Linked DNA regions of Mus musculus: region 1 is linked to region 2. Evidence: chromatin contacts called from public HiChIP or PLAC-seq data. All regions are on one chromosome and are shown on one strand. Each heading gives the region's core, a stretch centred on a gene start, on an enhancer-like site or on the middle of the called end of the contact. The rest is flanking DNA. Distances are from core to core; before and after follow the strand shown. Region 1 overlaps LOC102640985 (a long non-coding RNA gene). Region 2 overlaps Gm36569 (a long non-coding RNA gene).

Region 1 (6,642 bases), core at 3,368-5,867, 2.1 Mb after region 2:
TTGGAATGTTGGTGGCATCCTGCCCACTTCCTACCTCCACTGCATTTATGCATATCAGATTCTTAACTATCTTGAGATGTGTCGCATTCTCTTAGATTTGAAGAGTCCTGTGAGAGACTCTTCTTTCTGGGCCCTCCCACACTGTTTCTTAGATCTCCAGAGAACCACACTTGGTGGATTGTGCACCTGGACATGCCATTCAAGAAACTAAGTCAATATCTCGAAGCATCCATCTTCAAATCTTATACATTAAGTCACAGGTTTTTCTTAGGAACAAGCAAACCCTAGGTGAGTTTTACAGCAAAACTCCCAATTGCTTTAGAAATCGGGCCACTACAATAAACTCCCAGATGTTGGGTGCTAAAGCATGATGAGAGCAAGGGTGGTTTTGTTAGAGTACAGAGCTTCATTTGAACTCGGATGGAAGATTGGACATGTCAAGATGTCCAATGATATTCTCTTCAGCATTTCAAATGATGTGACCCAAGCATAATCAGAGTTCTAAGGTTTATATTCATAACATAAGTAATATTTTATAATGATGCTTTTAATTTTAGAGCAGTTTTTAAAAGCATGAAAAAGTCATAGACAAAAGTTATGCCCTCAATTGAAACTGACCTAATGCATGTCTCAAATGTGCAGTCTACTGCACAGCTAGAGCTATACCTATATTTATGTGCATAATTTATGTTTATGGATAACTATCTGATTTATGCGGCCATAGTAGACATCTGGCATGTCATAAATTTACAGAAGACTAAATATTAAAATAAAAAAGATTATTGGAGAGGGGACTCCTGGAGTACCTTCCCATATAACAAATACTAAATAATAGGTTGTTTAGCTAATAATTTGTCCTATGTAGATTCTACATAAGACAAAAGCAGTCATTGTATATCTGATTTTTCCTTGTATATCAGGATTCAAACTAAATAGAAGTTAGAGACTGTCTTGCACATTAAGTCCAGGAGAGCATTTAAATGGCTCGCCAACTCCAGTTCACATGGTGATATATAGTTCTCCTGGGTATGGACTGTGAAACTGAGTTAGTGTCAATGAAAGAGAATGGGAGATGGGCTTTCAGATGTCCTCATTCAGCCAAAGAGAGAAGTACAGTTCAAAGAGTTTTCACCCACTGAGCTTTTCAAATAACCATCCAGTACAATGGATGTATTGCTTTGGAGGGAAGGCTCAGAGGGATACTAAAGAAACTGATAGATATCATCATTTTAACAGTGACTCCAGGGTACTTCATCTGTCCTTCGCATATGGTAATCAGCCTGCTCACAGGGCCACTTGACTGGTTATGTGAAGGTAGAATCTGTGTGCTTTCATACAGCCAGCTCTCTGCTAGGACCAACCCATGAACTCAGAGCAACTAAACTAATAACAGCCCTTGTCTCTAGACTACTGACCATCTCTCTTCTTTAGGAAAGAAGTCAGGAAAGATACCAAATGGTCCCATGACCCAAACAGTAGCACCAGTCACAACAATCTGGATGTAATCCGCATGCCTTCCTTTTTTTAATAAATACATATCAAAGTGTTGTCTATATGTGCTGAAATGTAAATATAAAACTTAAAATGTCTCTTCAGTTCAACTTTTATACATGTTGTCATCATACATATTATTCACTGGCAGCCATGGCTTCACCTTCCTTTTGTGAGATTTGGACATTCATGCAGCATCTAAAAGCTAAAATATTTTGAGCTACCTCTTTGCATGACCTCTGACCAATAAATTCATCAGAAAATATCATCACCTTCTTTGTCAATAAAACAAGGTCCGTGCTGCTATTTGGATATTTCTAGCTTTTATGAAGACCACAGAAGAGCTAATGCTTGATATAAGAATCCAAACCTCAACAGAGTTGGATAACATGGAGCTGATCATTGAAATCAATATGTCCACTCATAGACTTGGTCTCCAGTTAGCAAAGCATTAGCTTGTCTAAGACCCTAGGGTATGCTAGATATATATTTTGAATAGTTGCGCCTTAAAATTTCAAGTTGAGTTAGATATCGTGTTTACATTTTTCTGCTTTTAATGGGTCTTGGGAAGAAAATGTGCTTGAGCCAAATCTCTTGATTTCTATGACATTAATAATCATCTCTACAGATCCTCCCTTTTGTCCCATTACTCTTTTCTCATCTGCTAAGAAATAGCTTCCAGGGTGTGGATAAGAGACTATTGTTTGGCCGGTGTTCTCAGCTGTGCAATGGTGCCAATCAAGCTCAAGTTATTTTACAGTTTCTGTTTGTTTGCCTTGATTGAGGTCGTTTAGAAAGGATTCAGTTGATAGCCTAAGCTATTCTGGAACCCGCTGTGTATCCCAGGTTATCCCCATACTTATGACAATGCCATTCCTTCTGCCTCAGCTCCCTTAGTGCTGAAATTATATGCATGAGCCAATACCTAGCTCTTAAGTCATTTAAATCATTATATATAGGAACGAAATTCAAAACAAGTATAAAAGCTAAGATTCAAATAAGTCCTCAGATATTAATCTATGGAATAGATTACAGCACCAATGAGAGAAAACATGTGCCTTACTGGTAAAATTTAAGGTATATAATATATAGGAAACATCAAACTTACGTATGCCATAGCTTAATGATAAAGTAGTTTTAAGCAGACCCACAGAAATCATAAATAGACCAGGAATATTCAACCAAATACTGAGTCCAGACCAAGTATTTAATTCTCAAGACTCCCTCAATTTCAAAGCTTAAGAGGCTAGGAGTATAGATATGTATCAGATAATGTAATCTGCGGTTTTAGATCCTGGAAAACTAAAATGAGAAAATCTTAATAAAGCTCCCAGCTAATGCTTGTTTTCAGAGTTCTGCCAGTATCTACAAAATTAAAAAAAAAAAAAATCGAAGGTCACTTTCTGTGCCTGGTCCTGAATTCTCCCTCTTCCTTCTCTTGTCATTTACTCTTCCAAATGGAAATGGACAGAGCCACTGGAAAGTCTGTACAGAAGCTCACCAAGAGGAAGTGAGTCACTTGGTGAACATGTGTCAAGAAAGGAAGCCTGAGTGGGTCCAGATGGCAGGGTGCCACACAAGCCTAGCACAACTCTTCATCTTGGGCAAAGCAAAGCAAGAACAGGCAATGTTTGTAATGGCGTGCTAACATCAGTCGGCAGACACAGTCTCCATGGCACCAAAGCACATCATACAAACAAAGGAGAGCCACGGGGAAGCCAGGGCTGCACCAGCTCTCTAAGTTTTAAAGTAAAGGATCAGGATGCTAACTGACAAGGAATGATCATAGACATTTGACATGTCTGTTTAGCATCCCCATGCTGAATGGATGCCTTCATATCCCTTTAGCTACAATAAACAAAGCAGACACTCAGTGTGAAGCCTATCTGACTGGCCACCTCCATTGGTGGCAGTGGAGTCCCAGTAGAATAAGGGCTGGCTTGGACATGCTATTTACCTAAGTTTTTCCCACATCCATCACTTATTAGCTGTTCATCTCTGGGTAAGTTATTTCACATCCGTTCGGTATGGCATGCTGTGTAAATAAAGAGAAGAATGTCCTATTTATTAAAAGGATTCATGGTGACTAGATCTAGAGCAGAGACAAATTATGTACTAATATGTACCTACTAGTAAAAGCAAGGTTTCTTTATGCCTTCCTTAGCAATTATCTTATATTGCTTTCATCAAGTTCCATACTAGTCACTATAAGTAGTTTGTTGCTACTATGAAAATAAAATGAATTTACATTTTTCAGCCACATTTTCCAGACACACTCATTTGCATGCTCTCCTCCAACCACTGAATGTCATCTTGCAGGATTTTCATAAGGTATGAATATTTATTGTTATTTAAATGCAATCCTGTGCGAGATAAAATTGCAGCCTCAGACCTAATTCAGTCTGTCCTTCCTGCCTGTGCATAATATGCATATGAGATGATGTAATGAAAGACCTAGGTATCTCTGTCACTGTCCCTTCCACACACTTAAACCTCATGCTCTTACCTGACAATAACCAGCAGACAGGCAGGGAACAGGGCCAGGGGTCCTTGGGCAACAGAAATCCACTGCTGTACCATGGGAGACACTGATATGCCCCTATCCGAGGCAGACCTGCTGTGAAATGACATCGGTGCTGTCACTGGCATGAACACAGGTAGGAGATGCTCTATAGATTCCCCTCACAATTCTCTGCAGTGATAGCAGGGAATGGCGCCATCTGAACCCTCCAGTCTCCCACAACTCTAGCCCTTAATAGTTCACCTGAGACCATGCCCTGGGGTTCCGTGGCAGGGCACCTTAAAGCTACCTTTGGAGAGTTCCACTGTGCTAGGAAAAGGTATTCACTCTTGCTACACCCACATGACCAGGATTGCTTGTCAGTTCCTCATCTTCTATGGCCTGCATCTGCCTTGTGTAGAAAGCCGGCGGCAGGCAGGCAGGCAAGCAGCTGTGTTGGTGAATGGGAATTCCAGTGTGGCTCAGAATGCTAGGTTTCCCTATTGACTCTCCATCCTTTCCAAGGTTTATACTCTCCATATTTACCCTGGCTGCTGTTTAGCAAAGACCTTAATGCTGCAATCTCTGTTGGGGTTGGTATGACTCAGGGATGCCCTCCCTGAAGACTAAGAACTCCTTCCTCCCCTCCTCAGACAGGCCCCAGGCACAGGACTGTTATTTTCCTGGTCTGGTTCTGAGGATGTCTGGCCACAATGATTCATGGTGTTTTTTTAATATGTGGCTGGAAGCTATTGTTAGTTCTCAGATACAGACACCTACAATACACACAGTAAGGGAAAAATCCTCACCCATGTTTGATTATACCATTGTAGTACATAGAATGAGAAGAAAAATCCCCTTAAACTTTAGAGTTGAATAAATGTCAAAGGTACAGATATTTGTCTGTATGTGGTTTTATTTTCCTTCCACGGTACATGTCATATCGGAAGGAACGTCAACCATGGAGCTGGCTTTCTTCAAAAGCTCACTTTTGAAGGATTAAGGAAGTGTGTTCTACTCTTCCTGCTGTCATCTCTTCTTTCTGATGCTTGATGAACAGTGCTTGTCGTGAGTTCAAGGCCACCCATGGGAAGCTGGGGAAGAATCATATAAAGCGTGTCAAGTTCATTCAGGCTGCCTGAGGTCCAGTCCATCTTAGCTGATAGTTCTTGGGTCCTATTAATCCCCAAGCTCTGTCTCTTGGCTGAATTGCAGCTGGCTGTGAGACATGTAACAGTGCTTCTGTCGCCTGGGATCAGCTGCCTCTCCCTGATGACTAAGCCCTTCCCTGGCATGTAGGCAGCTAGCGACTTCATATTCTCCATCATATCCTCTAACCTCAATCGCCTCTGAGACAAGTTGACCTCATCTCTACCGTGAAGAGCCACAGCAGACAAGCAGGCCCTCCACACAGAATCTAGAAAGCACGGGGATTTTTTTTGTAGACATGAAATACCACGAAGAGCTGTGTTACACGGTCTCTCTTTTGGCCCTCTAAATGATAAGGCCTCTCTGTTCTCCATAAATGGTTTAAATGTGCTTTCTCTGTATCTGTCAGTCTCTTTTGGGAATGTTTAATCACCAGTGAACTAAGAATCTGAGCCACCATCTCTTTCCATGAGCTATCCCAGCGTTCAATACCTCCAAAGTCGCTGTCAGAAGAAAAGAGACATTTTTTGTTAGTTACTTTGATAGATTAGCATTACTTATTGCTTCAATTTAATACAAACAAAATCTTGTTGCATTATGATTGAACCCATTAAAGACAGAAAAGTAGAAAAAATTGCAAATCTCTATAAATCTGTTGATTTTATTTTATTTTTTTTTATTTTTATTTTTATTTTTTTACTATTTTCTTGGTGTATGCTATGGAGTCTTGCTGATCAAAGATTACAAATGGTAACAAGCAGTAACTCAGTTCATTATGGCAAATTAATATCTCCACAGCTTGTGCTGCTTGTTCTTTGTGGGAAATCATACATTAATTTCATTTAGATCCTGTAAGTGTGGGGTCTCTAACCTGACACTTGAGTATACAATTATCTTTAACATTAGGAAATATCACTTCAGAGGAAAAGATGATCCTATTCAACAATTATATCTCATTCATCATAGAAGTTATCCATTAAACATCTGCTGCTATTGACCTCTAAGGCTGGAGATACTGAATAGAACATGCTGTAGCTTCATAGTCTCAAAACCAATACTTCTGAGTATAGAATGTAAAAGGATGTCTATCTCAATTATCTTTGAAAATATGCTTATGTTTATTTAACTGATTTATTTGTAACTGTACTAACAATTTTGTTTCTGATGGTTATGCAATGTAATAGAAATAAGAGTTGTTAATATGATCATGAGTGAAAAAAATATACACACACACATATATATATATACACATATTATACATATATATACATATATATATATACACATATTATACATATATATATACATATATATATATACACATATTATACATATATATATATACATATATATATGGTTAATCACATGAAAATGTCTCATAGTTGAAATTTCTGAATATTTGGAGGAGAAAAATAATTTTGCCTTTAATTCAGATCTCAGGGTTGTGTGTGGTGATGCATGTATCAGCTAGAACTTTGCTTCAAAGTGTGATATGGATTTGC
Region 2 (6,844 bases), core at 1,380-3,879:
TCAGTGCTTTGAAATGGGAAATAGTATAGATATTTACACTACAGAAATCAGAATAGACTTGGCAAATGGCCATTTTTCCTTTGGATCCTAGCTCTGGTGGAGAACTAATTTACAGAGGCCCAAGTGCCAGATTGGTAAAAGCCCTGCATGGCATTTCTCTGGACAGATACTGGCTAGCAGGAGGGGTGGGCCTGGCATGGTGGGTAATGACTAGTCTCCAGACTTTAAAATGTCTAAAGCTAAGCTCTGAACACTGCTCCTAAACCTCCCCACTTCTGTGTAAGTGCCCTCCTAGTTAATGACCACAGCAAGGAACGTTGCCCAAGTCGTTAACAGGAACTGTGCGTTCAGTTCCTCATCTGTGGACTTGGCGTGTCGTGCTACTGGGGGAGGGAGGGAATTGTGCTTTGGAATCGAGCTTGGCACAATACTAGTTTTTTGAAATACCCTGTGCACGTTGAAGTCATTGTTCAGACTAAGCTCTCTACCCTTGACCTCCTCTCCTCCTACCTTGACTTTTAAGCTATGTCAGTCACCATGTGTCTTAGCTTTATCAATTTTATGGTGACCTCCCTGGGACAAGCTCTTATGTGAGTCTGAATTATTTTCTTGGCACAAAGTTGTTTTCTAGCTTTCATTATCGACTCCTTTACAGTCTGCTTTTATTTGTTTGTAATATTATTATTATTTTTTAGTTAGAGTCTTCTTATGTAGTTCCAGGTGGCCTTTAACTCCTGGTCTTCACATCCCTGCCACTGAAAGCCATACTCCAATGCTGGTTTATTTTTTTTTTAAATGATGATCCCCATCAGGCATGCAAGCATGGTTCTTCTAGGGCAAGGAACAGGTTTGTCAAAACAAGAATAGGGGAGAAAGCAAGGCTAGGCCTGGGGAAGGCCATGGAGCTGGGCAAGGATGGCATAGGCAGTATAGATAACTAGGAGCCAGGGAGAGGGAGAGCAGTTTATTCTGTCTGAATTACAAAAAGTACAACATGAACTCCCAGTCACTTGGAAATGAGCCCAGGATGAAGAAAATGGGAAACACAACTCCATCAAGGGCTCTACAGGTAAGACTGATAACTTTGAATACTAGTGAGTCAAAAAAAAAATGGGCTCTATAGTCTGACTTTGTCATAGCAGTATTCAGTGTTAGGAAGCCTGGACATATTTTGACAGAAATGACATTTCCAAACTTGGTGGTATGTGGAGATGACGGCATTGATAGTATTGACCTGACTTTCCTAGGCTGTGCTATTGGAAAGTCTTGAGACTGGATAGATACGGTTAGGATACAGGAGAGAGATTTGGTGGGGATGGAGTGAGGTGGTGATGGGTAGCATTTTGAGACAGTCTAGCTGTCCTAGAACCCACTGTTTAGCCTAGGCTGACTTTAAAAATCACAACAGTTGTCAGTGCTGAGATTATGGACGTGATTCACAATGTCTGGGATTCTCTCTCTCTCCTCATCTTCCCTCTTCCCCTTTGATAGGACCATGATTGCAAACTAAACAAACATAATTTTAAAAAGAAGTTATTTTGCTTACTCACTTTAAAATATCACTAACAGAAAGATACTGCAAGATAAACCACTCACCAGGACCCTGACTCCCATCCTTACCGCCTCACTGCTGCCCTTTCTGCTTCACTGGTCTGCTTACTGGCCCCATTCCAGCCCCGATGGTGACCTGGCTTCGTCTCATCTTTTAGCTCATTGCTTCTTGCCAGTTTCAGGGATTCAGGACCCCTTCTCTGGTGACTTGAGGGGGCTTTTCTCATTATGGCTGTTATATAGGTATATTCTATATCATATATATATATTCATTCTATATGCTAAAGAGGTCAACTGAAATATTCTGTATCATATGCATATATTCATCCTATATGCTAAAGAGGTCGAACTGAATCGTTCATGAAGATGGGCCTCAGTTTAGAGCCTGGTCCTCGGTAAGCCTTCCTATGAGTCAGTTCTACATTGTCTCAAACAAACCAATCAGCATCTAGTGCTGCATCATTTATTCTGACCTGCAGGTGCTGCCATTGTCCCCACAGCTCACTAACAGCAGTGCCTTCTGCTCAGGTGCTGAGAGCATGAAGCTCCTATCAAAGCACGGCCTCCACTCCAGAGTCTCCCAGGACGGACGGGTGCTGTCTCATCCGTGGCTTAGGACTCCCTCTTCCTTGGCTAGTCAACCTGAAAGAGTGTTTATATCCCAGTGTTTTGTAGGGTGGATCTGTGGGGAGACTCCTCATCCCCATATCGTAATGCCTGGCTCTCCGAGAAAGGCTTCTCCTCCATGACTCTGTTGTTAAGCAACAGTAGTTAAAATTCACTTTCCTCCAATTTTTCAATATCCTCTACCTCATGACTTTGCATCTATAGCTAACCCAAGCATTGAAATCTTTCTGAATCTTAAGCTAAAGCATTAATTCCAGAGGAGAACACTGACACATCTACTTGGACAGGTGTCACCCGTATGCACCATCAGAATTGCCTCCCCCAACAGAGCTTGCATCTTTTTTTTTTGGATAATAGATCCTGAGACATAAAATACAGGTAGGATGTTAGTATCTTCCTTCCTCTCATTAAGTTGCATTGATGTGAGGCTCCAGACAGAGAAGCACTGGATTCTGTTTCCATGGCAACTGCTTCACTGCCTAGGGGAAAAACAGGACAGCAATTGAAGTCTGTGCTAATGGCAGTCCTAAAAATAATCAGTAATGTGTTGAAATCAAGTGGAAAGACCCAGGAAATAATAGATAAAATTAAACCTCTGCAATGTGGGGCTGAACAATCAGATGCCAGTTAAATCTCGTTGCAAGTGTCTTGTGCTCCAAGGTGTACAGGGACAGTTGGTGATGAGTGTATTTTGGAGGATAATTGATCATTCTTTTATTGAATCACTCATTCAACTAACTACTAAGTATGCAGGAGCCTTGGGTCAGCAGAAACTCTGACTCTGGACTCTCTTGGTTTTATGTGATCAAGAGACAAGAAAAGCTAAAGTAATTATTGAAGATATCTTGTTTGCTGACCCAGTTGCTATTCTAAAAATTTCCATTGGGTATTTGTGGGGTTGGCCATAGCCAACCCCAGGGACAATTCAAAACAATTTATAGGTTTTATTAGTTTAGTAGAGGCCATGCAGCTAAGGTGGATGCCTGCCTGGTACTTCTATCTGTGGTGACTGAGTTCTGCTCAAAGCTCAGAATCTTGTTTGGTGCTTGGAGAATGTTTATAATCTTTGTTTTATCTGAACATGAAAAGGGATACATTTAATATATGTCACTTCTGGCAGCTACTTTGTGATTAAAGGGAATGAAAACAGCTTTCAGGCAAGGGAAAGCCCAAGGGCATTACAGACATGGGCTGGAGTGATTGGTGGGTGCTTACAAGTATTTGGCTGCTCTTCTACGGGACTCAGGCCCAACTTCCAGCATCCACAGATGCCTCATGGCCATCTGTAGCTTCAGTTCTAGGGGGTTTGACACCCTCTTCTGGAATCTGTTGGCACCAGGCATGCACATGGTACACATAGATACATTCAGGGAAAATGCTTACACACATAAAATAAATCACACGAGAGAGAGAGAGAGAGAGAGAGAGAGAGAGAGAGAGAGAGAGAGAGAGAGAGAGAGAGAGAGAGAGAGGAGAGAGGAGAGAGAGAGAGACAGAGAGAGAGAGAGAGATGGCTTCATATGCTCCATAGTTAGTTACACCGTACTTTTGAGTTTGGTGTATGGGTGGCCCTCCTGACCTAGAGGTTACTCCTTCTAGGGCTTAGTGGAGTGTCTAGGTGGAGGGCATGATGAACACGAGCCAATAACACTATTCTAAACTTGCCTGGCCACCAAGAAAAGCTGTTAGTGGGACTAAACTAGTATGTGGCCCTTTAATTTGACCCAAGGAGAAAGATATGTACTAAAAATTTGTACTATAGTAACAAATCTGTTTGTGTGTATGTGTGTACGTGTGTGTGTGTGTGTGTGTGTGTGTGTGTGTACATGTGTGTGTGTGTGTGTGTGTGTGTGTGTGTATGTCTGCTCTCATATTCGGCTGTATCACAGAGCCAGAATTCTCTGTGGGCTTGCTTAGTCCTAGGCAAAGAAAATCTTCTGAAATAGAAGTCAGAACAAGTTGTAGCAGTGACATCTGCAGTCAACTGTCTTTTAAGTTCTTATTTAATGTTATTTTTTTAAACAAACTTTTAAAACTAGATTACTTTTTTCTATCATCTTTAGCTAAAATATCAAAATAATTAATATGTAAAATTTTTATCAAAGAATATACAGCCAAAATATGCCAGATAAGTATTAGCATGGTTTCAGGCAACTAATCAATAAGATTAACAGCTTATTAAAGTTTTGAACTGATGCTGTTTATGTTGTATGTCAACTTAAAAATCTGTAGTATATTTTGGGATATTCTTGTAAGTATTCTCATTATTATCTTTTTGCTCTTCTACTGAAATGAGGTCATCCATACTAAATACTTGTCAGAGCTGTCTGCCTCTTGCTTGTGTGCTGGGGATGCTGTCTTCTTCCTGTGAGTAGATCTTTCTCCAGCATTTTTTCTTCAGTCTAAAGGAAGGAGGAACACGTTGGAGGACCTGCTTATTTTATTATTATTATTTTTTAAAACCCCAGTGACAAGGGCCAGCTTAAGCCTCTGCCTTGTTGCTGCATGGTTTCATTTTGTGGGGCTGCTATAACAAATGACCATGAACTGTGTCGTTTAAAAACAACTGACATTTAGTTTGTCACATTTCTGGCGGCTCAGATCTGAAATGACCATACTGGCAGGGCTATGCTCTTGGTAGGTCCTCTGAAAACTCTTCCTTGCCTCTTCTCAGCTGTGGTACTTGGAGCAATACTCAGTGGCCCTGTAGCTATCTCACTCCAATCTCCTCCTATACTGTCACACGACTTTACTTATGTCTCCATGTGTCCCTGACCTTTTAATAAGGATACTGGACACTGGATTTGGAATCCACCTTAATCCCTTATGACTTCATCTTATATGCCTGCCCCAGTTTTGTAATAAGGCTACATTGTAAAGTCCTGGGGTAGGGGTGGGGACAGATATAACTTTATTTTGAGACAAGGTCTGTGTGCTCACTAATTTTGTGTCAACTTGACACAAGCTAGAGTCATCTAAGAGGAAGGGACCCCAATTTAAAAAATTCAATAAGATGGACCTGCAGGCAAGACTGTAGAGTATTTTTTTAAATTAGTAATTGATGTAAGAGGACCCAGCCTATTGTGGGTGGAGTCATCTCTAGGCTGGTGGTCTTGGGTTCTATAAGAAAGTAAGCTGAGCAATCCATGGGGAGCAAGCATTTCTACATGGCCTCTACATCAGCTCTAGCATCCAGCTTCCTGCCCTGTTTGAGTCCTGTCCTGACTTCCTTCAGTTCTGGACTATGATGTGGAAGCACAAGCCAAATAAATCCTTTTCTTTTCAACTTGCTCTTAGTCACGGTGTTTTATCACAACAATAGTAACCCAAACTAAGATGGTCTCATTGTAGAGCAGGCTGACCTCAAACTGACCATGTAGTTCATTTTGGCCTTAAACTCATGGCAATTCTCCTCTCTCTGATTTTTAAGAGCTAGGATTTTAGGTGTGAACCACAATGCCCTGCCTGGAAATGCTTTTCCAGGTGGCATTATTCAAGCCACTACAATACACACCAAGTATATTATACATCAAGAGAAGATGGGGGTGGGAAGTCACACTGTCTCCACCTCATGTTCACTCAGCTCATTCCACATTTCAAGGGCTCAGCTTGAAAAGATTAAAGCTCTAAGTTCAAATCCACACCAGCCAAGAACTTTTGGGTTTTAATCTACTATAACTGTATATTGAGTTATTAGGGGCGGCCCATTGGCTTATATTAATACAGAAAGGCAGTGGAATGGAGCCTGAGGTTGTTTTTTTAGGCTTCATCATTCTCTAGTTTCATGCTTGTTTTGTTTGTTTGTTGAGACTAGATCTCTCTATATAGCCCCAGCTGTCCCGATTTAGACCTCACAGAGGCCTCGGACTCAGAGATCCCCCTACCTCTGCCACCTGAGTGTGGGATTAAAGATATATGCCACCACATTCGGGTATTTTCCTTTCTGAATGCTGCTTTCTGTTCTTAGATGGTTGACACGATGAGCTCCCTGCATGGTTGGATGACTAGAGAGCAGTTATTCCCATTAGAAGTTCCATAAAGAAATCAAGTTATCCAAGGTTGGGCCATGGCCTTTGCTGTGGCTCAACAGACGTAACAATGAAGGAGATCTAGGTCTGTCGAGGATGAATTGTGCGGGTATCCTCTCATTCCAGGCTGTTGGGGGTTCTGTTTCCAGAATAAAAGAGGAGGACATCAGGCAGATGAAGTTAGATGGCCCCCTCAGGGAAGTTCTCAGTTCCTTTCACTTCTGTAGTCAAGATTCTTTCAGGAGGTAGAGCACCGGGGTAGGTGTTATGTAGGTTGCCACTGAAATAATTGCAGGTCTCACGAAGAGGAGAAGAACAGTGGTCCTGTGCTCACAGGCCTGAAGAGAATGGAATTAGATGAACAGTCTTGGGTATAAGAAGTTCTTGAAGTCCAGTCCTAGACAGATTTCTAACACTGTGTGACCCTGAACATGTGACTCCACATTCCTTCTCACCTCCATTACGTTAGGTCAACAGAAAGTATTTTAAACATGGTTTATCTCTAATGTGACAGCATGGTCTGATAGTTCTGCGGACATAACAACAAAGTCAAGTGACAGGAAGTTTTGTGCAGTTAAGAGATCACTTAGTTTGTACCTAGGAGCTCTGACTGTGGTCGGCTCCTGTCTGACTATGGC

What was found. HiChIP or PLAC-seq counts read pairs in DNA pulled down with a chosen protein or histone mark.
Region 1: a contact with region 2 is called in an H3K27ac HiChIP or PLAC-seq map of VIP interneurons, with 10 times the contacts expected there. The contact joins two enhancer-like sites. A contact is called at or near these places in 21 of 39 promoter capture datasets (the 3T3-L1 cell line, 3T3-L1-derived adipocytes, the C10 cell line and 13 more), 2 of 15 datasets of contacts at CTCF or cohesin (large pre-B cells and pro-B cells), 35 of 484 Hi-C or Micro-C datasets (the AtT-20 cell line, B cells, CD8 T cells and 25 more) and 4 of 115 datasets of contacts at active chromatin or transcription factors (VIP interneurons, bone marrow-derived dendritic cells, differentiating embryonic stem cells and 1 more).

The regions. Positions count from the first base shown.
Region 1 is chr3:81,913,119-81,919,760 of GRCm38.p6, forward strand. It overlaps LOC102640985 (a long non-coding RNA gene), which reads right to left. Exons shown (of 3, transcript XR_375741.2): 2 at 3,998-5,085; 3 at 3,471-3,526. Among named protein-coding and RNA genes, the nearest start is that of Ctso, 16 kb to the right of the region's middle. Within about 2 kb of position 4,618, at least 64 of the 459 cell types and tissues checked have an H3K27ac peak or open chromatin away from gene starts, as enhancers often do. A contact at or near this core is called in VIP interneurons, where this site is marked.
Region 2 is chr3:79,864,647-79,871,490 of GRCm38.p6, forward strand. The region is part of intron 1 of Gm36569 (a long non-coding RNA gene); the gene reads right to left. Among named protein-coding and RNA genes, the nearest start is that of Gm40073, 15 kb to the left of the region's middle. Within about 2 kb of position 2,630, at least 36 of the 459 cell types and tissues checked have an H3K27ac peak or open chromatin away from gene starts, as enhancers often do. A contact at or near this core is called in VIP interneurons, where this site is marked.